2 separate regions of the Mus musculus genome follow, and region 2 is linked to region 1. A link is a contact called in public Hi-C data. All regions are on one chromosome and are shown on one strand. Each heading gives the region's core, a stretch centred on a gene start, on an enhancer-like site or on the middle of the called end of the contact. The rest is flanking DNA. Distances are from core to core; before and after follow the strand shown.

Evidence for each region. A called contact is a pair of places that touch in the nucleus more often than the background predicts.
Region 2: a contact with region 1 is called in a Hi-C map of cerebellar granule neurons, with 2.1 times the contacts expected there. The contact joins two enhancer-like sites. A contact is called at or near these places in 12 of 484 Hi-C or Micro-C datasets (the G1E-ER4 cell line, the P5424 cell line, cerebellar granule neurons and 6 more), 3 of 115 datasets of contacts at active chromatin or transcription factors (SST interneurons, embryonic forebrain and forebrain) and 3 of 9 other capture datasets (adipose tissue, liver and pancreatic islet).

The regions. Positions count from the first base shown.
Region 1 is chr1:154,887,203-154,893,760 of GRCm38.p6, reverse strand. No RefSeq gene overlaps it. Among named protein-coding and RNA genes, the nearest start is that of Gm41976, 21 kb to the left of the region's middle. Within about 2 kb of position 4,975, at least 12 of the 459 cell types and tissues checked have an H3K27ac peak or open chromatin away from gene starts, as enhancers often do. A contact at or near this core is called in cerebellar granule neurons, where this site is marked.
Region 2 is chr1:154,979,015-154,985,732 of GRCm38.p6, reverse strand. No RefSeq gene overlaps it. Among named protein-coding and RNA genes, the nearest start is that of Gm30602, 7.4 kb to the right of the region's middle. Within about 2 kb of position 2,677, at least 22 of the 459 cell types and tissues checked have an H3K27ac peak or open chromatin away from gene starts, as enhancers often do. A contact at or near this core is called in cerebellar granule neurons, where this site is marked.

The DNA.
Region 1 (6,558 bases), core at 3,726-6,225:
AAACCCTTTCTTCTCCTAAAGAAGAAAAACTAATAAGCTGCTATTCTAGTTATTTGGGGAATTTGTATGCCTTAGTCCAAGAGAGTGGTTGCTTTGGAGAGAACTGGCAGAAGGGTCATTCTCAAAGTGCACAGCTGGGGCCAGAGCCTCAGTGGCAAAGGCTCTGCTGGGCCATGCTGCCTGGTTTGCACTAAGCACAGCCTTCACAAACGCCTCTCCACTGAAATTCTGTTTGGCACAACCCACTGGACACCAACACAAGATCATTCTTTCTCTCCCTCTCTCTGTCTTCCTGTCGCTGTTTCTGCTTAGTCTCTCTTCCTCTATGAGCCTAAGCTGGCCTCAAACTTGCTATTTAGCCCAGCCTGGCCTTGAACTGATCCTCCTGCCTCAGTTTCCCAAGTGCTGGGAAGCTAAGCATGTACTGCCAGCTCTGCTCCTAGCTAAGGTACTTTCCCAGGCTGAGTTTCGTACTAATAAAAAAAAAAAAAAAACGGGTTCTAACACCAGTGTGAGAATAGCTGAGAGAGGCCTAAGCAGCTGTAAGAATTCCTGTTTGTTTGTTTGTTTTTTAATTTAAATTAAGGTGGACTGCAATTATAAAAAGAAAAAGATCCTGAAGCCAGTGAGCTTTCTATGCTTGGTTTTCATTGTCTGGAAATCTCATTCTTAACCACATATAGAAAACTGTGGGCAGACCTTTCCCTGTGCATCGATCAGCATTACAGGTCCCACTCAGAGGTTAAGCTTTAATTATGCTCAAGGCAGGCTGTTAGCATTGCTTCAGGCTTCAATGACAGGGATAACTCCGGTCTAGATCCCCAACTGCTTCCTGTTCCTCCTTGGGTGATGATCAGGCGGGGAATGTTCTTTTTATGGTTGTGGTGGTTTGAATATGCTTGGCCCAAGGAGTGGTGTATTAGGAAGTGTGGCCTTGTTGGAGGAAGTGTGGCCTTGTTGGAGGAAGTGTGTCACTGTGGGGTTGGGCTTTGATACCCTCCTCCTAGCTGCCTGGGAGACAATCTTCTTGTGACTGCCTTTGGATCAAGGTACAGAATTCTCAGCTCCTTCTCCAGCACCATGTATGTCTGCCTGGATGCTGCCGTGCTTCCTGCCAAAATGGTAGTGAAATAACCTCTGAACTGTAAGCCAGCCCCAATTAAATGTTTTCTTTTATAAGAGTTGCTTTGGTCATGGTGTCTCTTCACAGCAATAAAACCCTAAAAACAATGGTGGTGGCAAAAAGGGGAGAGACAGCCCTCATATGCGTTTCAAATCTCTGCCTGTGCTGTGTCTGCTGATCCCATTGGCCATGGCCAATCACCCATCTTTCAGAGATTGTCTCTTTCTGCTTGTAGGAAGAGCCACTGAACAATGCAGCAAAGGGTGTAAACAACAGAGAAGGGAGGAACTGGGACCCAGCAGGATAACAGGGTAGTTTTAGGACTGAGGGTGGCTTCTTTTTTCCACCTTTTATTGAAGGAAGAAGAGGTACCAGGCAAGTCAAAGCCAGTGCTTAGTACAGGACTTGAGGAACAACCTTCCTATTTTGATGACTGGACTACTAATATTTTCTTCTGGGAAGAGGAACCTGGTGGGTGCCTCAGGAGCTGACAGTTTTGAGTGGTTTGAGACATAAGATAGGTTTACCTGTTGAAATATTTGTGTTTCCTCTTCTTCATAAGCATGCTCTGTTGAGACACACCTGAGTCACTGCTAAGTTTGGTGTGTCAAGAGAGATTCATTTAGCTTGGCATTGACAGTAGAGGAAATTTTTTGTTGTTTTTTGTTTAATTTTTTTGTTTTGTTTTGTTTGTTTCTTTTTCACCTGCTCTCTAGTCCCTTACAATCACTTACTTAGGTTCTAATAAAATGGTATCATATAATTTAAACTTGCATTCCTCTATTGTGACTATTTTATCAAAAACATTGTGGGAAGCCAAGCAGTGGTGGCGCTTGCCTTTAATCCCAGCACTTGGGAGGCAAAGGCAGGCAGATTTCTGAGTTCGAGGCCAGCCTGGTCTATAGAGTGAGTTCTAGGACAGCCAGGGCTGTACAAAGAAACCCTGCCTTGAAGAAAAGAAAAACATTGTGGGGTTGTGGGGATTGAACTTGGGGCCTTGTGAATGCCAGGCAAACATTTGACCACTGTTCCTTTTCTCCTCTTCATGAAGTGACACTGTAAACGTGTCTACCTGGAATCTTGCCTGTGTGTGTGACTCACTTCAATAGCCTCATGCATCTATTGACTTTTTAAAGATCCTGTCTCCAAATATACTCATGGATCTATGGCACCAAGGGTTAAATTTTTGGTATGTGAGTTCTGTGGGGGAGGGTTGGGGGAAAACATGACAGTCCATAACAGAAGGGGAAGGGAAATGGAGAGTCACAATTACGTTTGTCATGATTAAATTCCTCTTGTTCTCCGTTTGTTCTTGCTATTATTATTACTGTTGTTGTTACATTATTGTAATAAAGATTACTGCCTACTGCTATTTGCTGCCCAGGTCTTTGTTTCCAGCTGGTTAATTATACTGTTCTGTTCCCTGTAGATCACCTAAGCATGCCCAAGTTCAGGCCTTGTGTGAGTAACTGGAATCAAAGTGAGCAGTTTTGTTCATTTAACTCCAACTTTTCTCCTTGTTACTCCTGGCCCATCTGTAGTGCCCATTCTGAGTTAGTTGTAAAAATTTGGGCAAGAATAGGAAAGAGTGTGTATTTGAAGAAAAACTGTAATTATATCCTCATTTGTATTCTAATGTTATTTATTTGTGTGTGTGTGTGTGTGTGTGTGTGTGTGTGTGTGTGTGCGCGCATGCGTGTGTGCCATGGCATATAGGTAGAAGTCAGAGGACAACTTGTGAGAGTCAGTTTTCTCCTTCCATCATCTAGATCCTGAGGATGAAACCCAGGATGCCCCAGATCTCAACAAATATTCAAATGCCCCCTTATATTTAAGCGAGTCTTTGTGCTACATAGTATTTTGAATTACTAGGCAAAAGGGTCCCTCCTACATGTGGAAAGGCATCTGAGAACCCAGAGGCCAAAAAATAATAGATATATAAACTTCTGAGGTGCCTGGTGGCTGAGGACCTTGGCTGTGGCTCCCGGGCTTCTGAAAGACTGAACTAAGGCTCTCGTGTGCCACTAAGTACCGTGAGTCTCTCTGTCCCTAGTCACGATGGAACACTAGCATATTGTGCCATTACTACATGTGACATGATTTCATTTCTTTGTTCAGAAAGTCATCAAAGTCTGAAGAAACCTTTGTCAATTAATCCCCGGGAGATTTCCCTGTGTCAGTCCTGCTGCCCTCTGGAGGCAATGAGGCATAAGTGAACTGTGTTGTAGCACTTTGTTTAACAAGCCAATTTGGGCTGGCTATGTATAGACAAGGTCATATCTAAGGCACACGGCCATCCCAAGAGATTTCTTCTCTTTATAATTGATGTAACCTTTATAGGCTGCATGTTGCTCTCTTGTCCCTTAAATTCATGTCAAAATCCTAACCTGTGGGAGGGGCTAGGAGTTTGTACCTCTGCAAGGTGATTTAGAACACAACTGTCAAGCCCATAGTATAGAATTTGCATCCTTGTCAGGGTAGGATGAGTTTCTATGTCTCTGTTGTCTGCCTTATAGTGAGGTAGTGTCCTTAGCCCAGAAGACAGTATCCCCATACCAGCACCCCATCTCAGATTTCTCACTGTTAGAAAGAATTGCTTGTTGCCTATAATAAGCCTTTATAATCATTCCATGATCCCGTGATACCTTGTTCCAGAGGCCTAAATGAAAGAGGCAAGAATTACCCAGGAGTCTGGAAAAGGTCTGTGGGGAGGAGAGAAAGCATGTGTCGGGGCCACTCTCTGTTTCTATGGATTTATATTGATCTGAGTCCTTCAGTTCTCTTAGAACTTTTTATGAAATAGTCAGTCTGCTTTATTTTCCATTCTGGGGGTGGGGCATGCTGCCCAGTCCCATGCTCTTAGACCCAAGTTAGGCCAAGATTATTCCGGGGCAGCCCGTATGTTGAAATTAGCTTTCAACTTTAGAATTTTCCAAGGTAGAACGAGAACGCTGGGAAGGTCTCACTCTACGATGATGTTCTTGACTTGAAACTGTCACTTAAAACGGCCCATGATGAAAGGAAGGCAGAGCAAACGAGTGAGCAAGCCTGTAGGAGGGAGCGAGCGGCATCTGTTGAATGGTGAACCCCAAGAGTTCAATTACCCCAGTTTCCTCCATAGAGGGTAACCATGGAAACCTCATAATCCAAAGCATCACCAATCTAAGCTACACACACACACACACACACACACACACACACACACACACACACACACACACAAGAGCAAAAGGGCAGAATGTGACTGTGTGTGCATGTGCCCACAGTTTAGTTATGGGTATACGAGTGTGTCCGTGTGATGTCTTGGCAGTTTATGTGTGTGCATAATGGAATTAGTATGGGCATCTGCTGCCACAGGCTTTCCGGTTCTGTTCTCAAACGTGGTGGAAGAGCGTAGGTCTGTCCTAATGTTTGGGTGTTACATGGAGAGATGATTAGGATCCGTGGTTGGGGGCGTGTGTTTTCAATCTAGTGGAAGAAGGGAGTACAATGGCTGATCTGAGCGTATAGGAAGGTTTTTAATTTATGCTTCCCCTTTAGCACGAAAGAAATGGATACACACACACACACACACACACACACACACACACAGAGGAAAGTCAACCTAGATCTACCTTGAACTTCTTAAACAATTGGGTGTAGCAATAAAGTCAGGTGTGATATTACCATCTTTTATAAAGCTGTGTTGCTTCAGGAGGCGTATGCTGTTTGCTTGTTTTTGTTTTCTAGTGTCTGTCTTCAACCTCACTGCTTTTCATGACTAGATTGTGCTTCGGATGAGGGGTATGTGGAGGCTGCATGGGAGGATGGCTTGGTGAGGGGAACTCATGAGAGTCTGCTAATGAAATGTGTCACTCAGTCTGTGCGCGATATCGAGAAGATTGTGTGTCACTTGGCAGATCTTTGAGGGTAGGCAGTTCCATCTGGATTAAAGGATTATTTGGGGAAAAAGCTGTGTGAGGGCTGGGGCTCCAAGCCAGGAGTGCCTGGCTTTCTGGGTTATGGGCGGGGGGCTGCACACTATATAAAACATGGTCCTTGCTGGAGCCTGTTTCAATTTAACTGGGACTCTCTGCACATAAATAGTGTGTGTGTGTGTGTGTGTGTGTGTGTGTGTGTGTGTGTGTGTGTGTGTGTGTTACTCACCCTTCCTGCGACGGATGGATAAAGGACTTCATTACTTAACACTGGGAAGAGCCTTCCTGCCCTGAATTTTTGCTTTTCATTCACATTGACAGCTAAATATTCTTAAACGCATAGGTTTTGTCCATTAAAAAAATATCTACTCACGGAGTATTTTTCTTACTTTAAACGTAGCTACTTCCTAGAAGACAGAAAGCTTCATTAGCATCTTCCATCAGTTACAAAGGACTGGCCACCTGGCCCATGTCCCTCTGGCAGCCACATCATAGCCTCCGTCTGCCTGCCTCCCTTATACCCTGTTCCCAGGAAGAATGGGGCCAGGCAGGAATGCTGAGGTGGTGGATGTCAGACATTTGGAAGCACTGCTATGTGGAAGGAGCCTTATCACTGAGTATGTAGTAACCATTGGAGTTTGCCTGAACGGTGCCAGAGTAGCCCTGAGATGGGCTGAGGGAAACCATCCCCTTGCTATTGTCTCCCTTCTTGCTGAGCCCACTCTGGAGCCTTTATACCAAGCTCATGCCTCTTTGAAGAACAGGAGATTTTCTCTTTTCTGTATCCCTTGTAATACTCGGTTGGCTCCTCCTACCCCCTTCTTTCCTGGTGTCCTTTGTGAGTATGTCCCAAGTCTTTGACAGGCAGTGATTCAGAAACCTCTGGTTATAGATGATTTATTTTTTCCTTCAGCATCTCCTTCTAAGTGCCTCCCAAGAAGCGGGCACAGGGGATGGAGTAGGGAGCAAGGCACTGTTCTGCTCTGTAGGTACTCACTCACCTGCCAACTGGATGGACAACAGATGAGCGGGCAATTGCAACATGGAGAAAAGGCACAACAGGGCTTAATCAGGGTTATGAGAGCTTACATGAGGAGTGCTGATCCTGTTCTTGGGAGACTGGTGGGCTTCTGAGAAGAGCTGATGTTGGATTCAGAGCCTATAGGATGAAGGAGGACCATCTTGGAGTGGCAGCGTGCTTTTCACAAGGGGAAGAGGAATTTTAATTTAAATTATTAGTTTAAAATCACTTTATAGTTGAAACAGATAGATAATAGATAGATAAATAGGTAGGTAGATAGATAGCAAAGCACATAGAGACAGAGTCTGAGAGATGGGGAATGCAGAGACAGTCTGACAGAGATGAAAGGCGGCCAAGTGGAGGGATGGAGAGAGGACCATAGAATCATACATAGTAAGAGCTAGCAGAACACAGCAAATGCCCAAAGGCCCCTATTTGAAGGAAAGAAAGACAAGGAGATGCAAAGAGAGAGATTGGCAGGCATCCCCAAGGTGCTT
Region 2 (6,718 bases), core at 1,428-3,927, 94 kb before region 1:
TACTGCTGTTCATCACTAAAGGAAGTCAGGGCTGGAACTCAAGCAGGTCAGAAAGCAGGAGCTGATGCAGAGGCCATGGAGGGATGTTCTTTACTGGCTTGCTCAGCCTGCTCTCTTATAGAACCCAAGACTACCAGCCCAGAGATGGTCCCACCCACAAGGGGCCTTCCCCCCTTGATTACTAAGTGAGAAAATGCCCCACAACTGGATCTCATGGAGGCATTTCCCCAACTGAAGCTCCTTTCTCTGTGATAACTCCAGCTTGTGTCAAGTTGACATACAAAACCAGCCAGTACACCCCTAATTTTTAATTAGTAGCTGTTTTTTTTTTTAACTAAACACAAAACACAAAAAATGTCTTTGCTAGGAACTCTAGCAGTCTTCTAGGAAGACCAACATAGTCAACTAACCTGGACCCTTTGTGCTCTCAGAGACTGAACCATCATACCTGGGCTGAACCTAGGCCTCCCTGCATATATGTAGTAGATGTGCAGCTTCAGTGCCTATCCCAAAAGCTTGTCTGTGGGAGATGTTCTTCCAGCTGGGCTACCTTGTCTGACCTCAGTGGGGGAGGATGCGCCTGACTTGGTGTGCCAGAGAAGAAGGGGAGGGACATAGAGAAAAGGATTGTAGGAGGGGGTGACCAGGAGGGAGGCAGTGAGCTGGATATAAAGTGAAAAAATAAAAACATAAATAAAAAGAAAAAAAGTGTCTCCACTTCATAGGTAAATTTTAATGTACAGATGAGTCCTAGCAATCATAGGCTGTGTGGGGACATGTCTAGGACCCCCACACATACCCTCTCCTTTAAAAGATTGGTGGCTTTGTCCTTGACAATCCTGTCGGTGTGTGTCCTAAAGTGTGGGACACAGCCAGCCATGCCTGAAGTTTTTCTGTCCAGGTATCCCTTCTTTCTTTTTTCTCTCTCTTTCTCTCCTACAGGGCCTCCCTACATCATCCAGGATGGCCTTGAGCCTTCTCTCTCATCCATTCAGCCTTCTGAATGCTAGAATTACTGGTAAGCACTGTACCTGGCTGGCATTTTCTTTAGAACCTATTAGCAGCATCTACATGCAACTTTGGATACTTCCATCCAGGAAATGGGGCTTACCTTTCTCTATATTTTGTCTCACCCCCCCCCCCCCAATCACACTACAGGCCCCCTAAGGACAGAGTTTGTTTTTCTAAGAACTTTCCTATCCTGGGCTGCTAGAGATATAGTCTCATGGGCTCTACCACTGAGCTACATCCCCAGTTACCAACGCTTTCCCATCGCACATAGCCCATAGGAGTGATTCACCAGAAGTTCATTGGCTTATTTGATTAATAATGCCTACAGGGTTTTCAAAGTTTTGAACATTTACTACCTATTTAATTAAAAAAGGCAGAGTGAGTGGCTATTGTCTCTGCTGTGCATAATTGGAAAATCTGGCTGAAACACTGCATCTGGGAACTGGAATTAGACACCATTCCAAGGTAAGGCAATTACAAACCATTTTATGTAGACGTTAGTCTGAGTCCAAAGTTGTTTAGAGAAAGCGGACATTTTCTTTAGCAGTATGGTCCTGCTGTCCCTGTATGTCAGGAAGCCTTTGCTTCCGGTTACTTGAAAACTCTTGAGTTGTCTTAAGTGTTTATCTTTATTTTGTCCACACTGATTGCCATTCAACATTAGCAGCATCAGCTACCTGCTTAGAATCAGCGACCTGCTTAAGATCTTCAGTGAGTAGAAACCCATGTTCCTCCGTGACTGACCATGTGGGTAGGCTGTTCTTGCTCTTTCTAGGAGAGAAGAGCTTGCTTCTGCTAGGTGCTTCCTATCTCGGGGTCTTTGCACATTCTGCCTCTCTCTCTGCCTGCTGTTTCTCTAGTTCTTCATCCTGTTAGCATCTAATGAACTCTTGACCCGGCAAAAGAGAGTTTTCAATCACTGGTCACAGGGAGGCCCTTGTGCCCGGACTGCGCAACAACAATGTACTTACACTCTGGACGGAAGGTTACAAAGTTTCAAATAATTTTATCAGTTACTGTTGTGATCTGTATTCTCTACTAGGTGCAGATTCCGTGAGGCAGGAACCTGTCCGGTTTACTCTCTGATATGCTCCTCCAGCCTCATCCTGGCTTATCATACGGCAGCAGCTCAATAAACACAAGTGTCAGCTAGAAGGCCAAAGAGGGTGCGCGAGGCCTTGGCTGGAGGCCACCTTCGGACAGCTGGCCTGGCCAGCAGGCTGGTGGCTGCTTCTTTGTGCTTGGCCCTGCCCCAGGTGCTTAGACTCACAGACAGAACTTCCTCTCACTCTCCACCCTAGCCTTTGTCATAGGGTGTAAGAAGGCCACCAGGGGGCTGGTGACAATGACTGAGGAAAAGCTCTTTGGAAGACTCCCACAGTCCATCTTTCCCCGGGACCTCCAAGCATTTGCCAGACAGAGGGAATGGATTTGGTGATTTGTCTTCTCAGGGAGATGAGTCCAGATGAAATGTTAAAAGATGCTATTGTTCGAGGTGACAGGGAACAGACTAGCATTGCGCCTGGCTTCTCACTTGGGAGTTGGTGGATAAAAGAATGATCTAGCTAGAGAAAAGGAAATCAGCATCCAAGGCCTTTCCAGCTGCTCAGCCATAATGCCAATCCAAGAGCTGACCTTTAATGTGGGTGAGAGAAGCCAGCCTGCTGGGACAGACCAGAAGAGTCGAGCCAAGAGTCATCGATGGCAAGGCTAACCTGACAGAGGGTGGAGCAGCCTCTTATGGACTCGATAGCGGCAATGTAGGCTTGAGACAAGGCCACGGGCTACACTGGGCTTCTGTGGAGGCGGCAATTCTGGGAAGAGCATGGGAAGCAGGAGATGTCCCTTCTGGTCCCCACTTCCGGGATAGACAATGACATCTGAGGATAAAGGTGGGAGATATCACCCATCTTCAATGAATGATTAGTACTGGCAAAGCCCATGTAGATGAATTAATTCCAGTCTCTGAGAATATTTGCTCTAGTTCTCAAACAATGAAACACACTTTGGAGAGATGAAATGAGTCACCGGAGTTCCTGGCTAATAGTGGCATGACCTTGGTACAACTTGGTTCTTCCCAATAAACTAGAGGTTTGGGTCAGCTTTGCAGCTCTCTAGAGACGGACTGCTACCTCTTGGCTTCCCCCTCCCCTCTTACTTTCAGGAGCCTCCTCTTCTTCCTTCTTCTTCACTTCCCCCTCCCTTCCTCCTTTTCAGCATGGAGAGCTGTCAAAGGGTCTGCTCCTTACAGGGTCTTCTGCTTGTTCCATCAAGAGGGACTTGGTTCTGGTCCCCAGGGAGCCCTAAGGTTGTGGCATTAGAGGAGGTACTGATGGCCAGGCTCTGGAGCCCACAGTTCTTTCCCAGGGGAGATAGAGCCTATATGTACTCAGGACACTGTGGATGCCACTGAAACCATCTTCAGGTCTAGGATTGTGGACTAGAAGGATAGACCATTGGCTACTCTAATGACCCCACCCAAGCCAGGACAATCAGCTGCAGTAGAAAAATGCCCTCTGTCCCCTCTGTCCGGACCACTCTCCTTACATGTTTTATTTCCCCATTTTCTGAATTTGGTCATGCTTCTTGCTCTGGGTAGCAACATAAGTCAGGAGTAGCAGTGTAGTTTCCAGCCTGGACCCCAGGGGCTTGCGTATTTATGCTTAACCTCTTGCAGTCTCCCTGGGGACAACATGCTTAAGGTATCTTGCTGGCTGCCAAGAGTGGGAGGATGGGGCTGAGAGACAGGAACAGAGCTGCCCGGCTGAAGAATCCAACAACCGATCCAGAGAGGGCCTGAGTCTCCAGATGCCCGAGTGAGCTCACCAGGCATGGATCACTCCACATCGGCATGGAAACCATAATTACTTAGTTTCCGTGGATGCAAACAGCACCCACTGATGACAGCAGCAAATGCAGAAGTACTTTAAGAATCAACAGAAAAACCAACTAAGTGTGTGCTGGAGAAAGAGAAAAACGAAGAAAGATAGTTGGCTAAGCCTTACCTTACGAGGGATTTAGGGTCTGATTTCATCTTTTACATTGCAGATGAAGATTCTGAGTCTCAGGGAGGTGACCTCACTTGTTCCAAGTTATAAAGCTACTTTGAGAAAAGACTCCCATTTCTCCAGTCCTCGTCTCTTTCAGGCCTCTGTGCACACGTCTATCTTGCTCCTGGGCACTGCTGATGGCATGCCGGGTGATGAGAGTCTGAGGAGGTAGAGGGGGGTTAAGCACGCGATTCTTCATAGGAAACATACCCACTCTGTTGTCTCTTGGCCCTTCATCACATGTCTCTGTTGTATGTGAGAGGGAGAAACAGCTGTCATGTAGGAAATGGGCCCCAGTGTGACCTTTGGCTCCAAAATGTCAGGCAGTCAGTTGCTGCCAGGTTCCAGAAGTCACTGAGTTTTTCAGTGCCCAACTCTGGTCCTGTTCCCAGAGAACTGTGCCATAGCTTCAGGGCGATCTGGGCAGTTGGCTTATATTCTAGGTGAGTATCATGCTGCTATTGAGTGAAGAAATGCATGCCTTTGGAGACAGAGCGTGGTATGGGTCACCCGGCTGTACCCTCCTTAGCTGCTTGCTGGCTTTGTCTCCAACACAGTCTTTCTCCTCCAGATGGACAGCGGTGTGGTCCCAGGTAGACCGCCCTGTTCGAGTCAGCCTCAGGAGCCGGGTTTGTGTGCATGGTCGTTTGTGTGTGACCGTGCATGTAAATGTTCTTCTACCTAAGAGAATGGGATGGGCAGAGCTATTCTGGAGTGTACTCGATAAGAGATCTGAGCCAGTCTCATTTCCTAGAAAGAACACAATGGGTTTAAAAAATTAATGTTGTGCTCTTCAATAATCCTCCTGCCCCAGGTGTCCCGCTTGTCTTGTTTCCTCTTTCCCCTCCCCACGTTGGAAGTGCAGTAATTAGATCTGTGCTGGGAGACTCAAAAGATTTCAGCTCCATTATGAAGGGATGGAAGAGAGGAAGGTCATTGTGCCTGACATCTATTTATTGTAATCTTGTAATTTCCGTCTCACTAGACTCTGTGGTAGACAAGCAGGCCTAAGAGGACACCAAGAGGGAAGGTGCTGACCCCACTCCCTTCTACATGAAAAGGGAATGTAAGGACCAAAAACAGCAGCAGCCCTCTCTCGTCAGCAGCTATGTTGGATGTTCAGACCACTGTACGTGCAATTCTAAAATCCCTACCCCTGGTAGCTCAAGAAGCACGTGTTTCAGAGTATGTAAGAACATAAGATAAACCCTACCATTTACCTTCCCTCTCAAACATCCCTCTCTGGCTAGCACAAGACCCCATAAAACAATTTGTCCTCAGGGGGCTTGGGGACCTTTAGTCAAGGAATCACTCAGCTTCCACATTTGAATGGTTTTCTGTTTGATTCAAACCCAGGCATCTGAGTCAAGGACCCGGAAGCTGTTGGACTGACAGGTATGAGAAGAGAGGACTAAGCTCTTCTGCCTGCTCCTACCTGCTAGCCTGGACCCGCCCACCAGACAGCCTGGACCCGCCCACCTGCCGGCCTAGACCATTCTGTTTCCAGTTGTCAGAGGCTGTGGGATCAATTAGCACAGATACTGAGCTCCCTGCTCCTCACGGTCTTCCATGCCATGATCCAGCCTGGCTAAACAAGTGAGACTCACTTGGCAGGTTATATATCTGCCCATGGCAGGACTTTTCCTAAGAAAGTAGGATGCATGGGAGTAGGGAAGGAGCAAGGCAGTTTCATCACACTCCCCAAGGTGACCAGCCTATGCAGCCTGCATTGGAACCACAGTTTCCAGACAGGCAAATCCATGTGAGGAGTTTGAGCAGGTGATCTGGGGCCATGCTGGTAGGCAATTCTGTGAATGCAGATATTTTCCAGAGAAGGCTGAATAATATGCCTTAAAGATACTGGCTTCTTCCCTATGGAGCCAATACATGTTTTACTATTTTTAGAAAGATCTTCTTCTTCCTCCTCCTCCTCCTCCTCATCTTCCTCTTCTTCTTCTTCTTCTTCTTCTTCTTCTTCTTCTTCTTCTTCTTCTTTTCTTTCTTTCTTTCTTTCTTTCTTTCTTTCTTTCTTTCTTTCTTTCTTTCTTTCTTTCTTTCTTTCTTTAATAGATGAGCTTTGTCATGATATCTTTTACATGTGTGTCATTATGTGTTCGGAGAAAGATTTTGTAACAATATGATGAAATTGAGTATTTCAAATGGGGAGATTATCCTGGCGTGTCCGTCACAAGTTTCTTTTATAGAGGAAAGTGGAGGGAGATTTCACATACAGACAGGGTGTCTTAGGAAGTGTTTTATTGCTGTGAAGAGATACCATGACCATGACAATTCTTTTTTTAAAATTTTATTGGGTATTTATTTCATTTACATTTCCAATGCTATCCCAAAAGTCCTCCACATGCTCCCCCACCCACTCCCCCACCCACCCACTCCCACTTCTTGGCCCTGTCATTCCCCTGTACTGAGGCATATACAGTTTGCACGACCAATGGGCCTCTCTTTCCACTGATGGCCAACTAGGCCATCTTCTGCTACATATGCAGCTAGAGTCACCAGCTCTGGGGGGTACTGGCTAGTTCATATTGTTGTTCCACCTATAGGATTGCAGATCCCTTTAGCTCCTTGGGTACTTTTTCTAGCTCCTCCATTGGGGGCCCTGTGATCCATCCAATAGCTGACTGTGAGCATCCACTTCT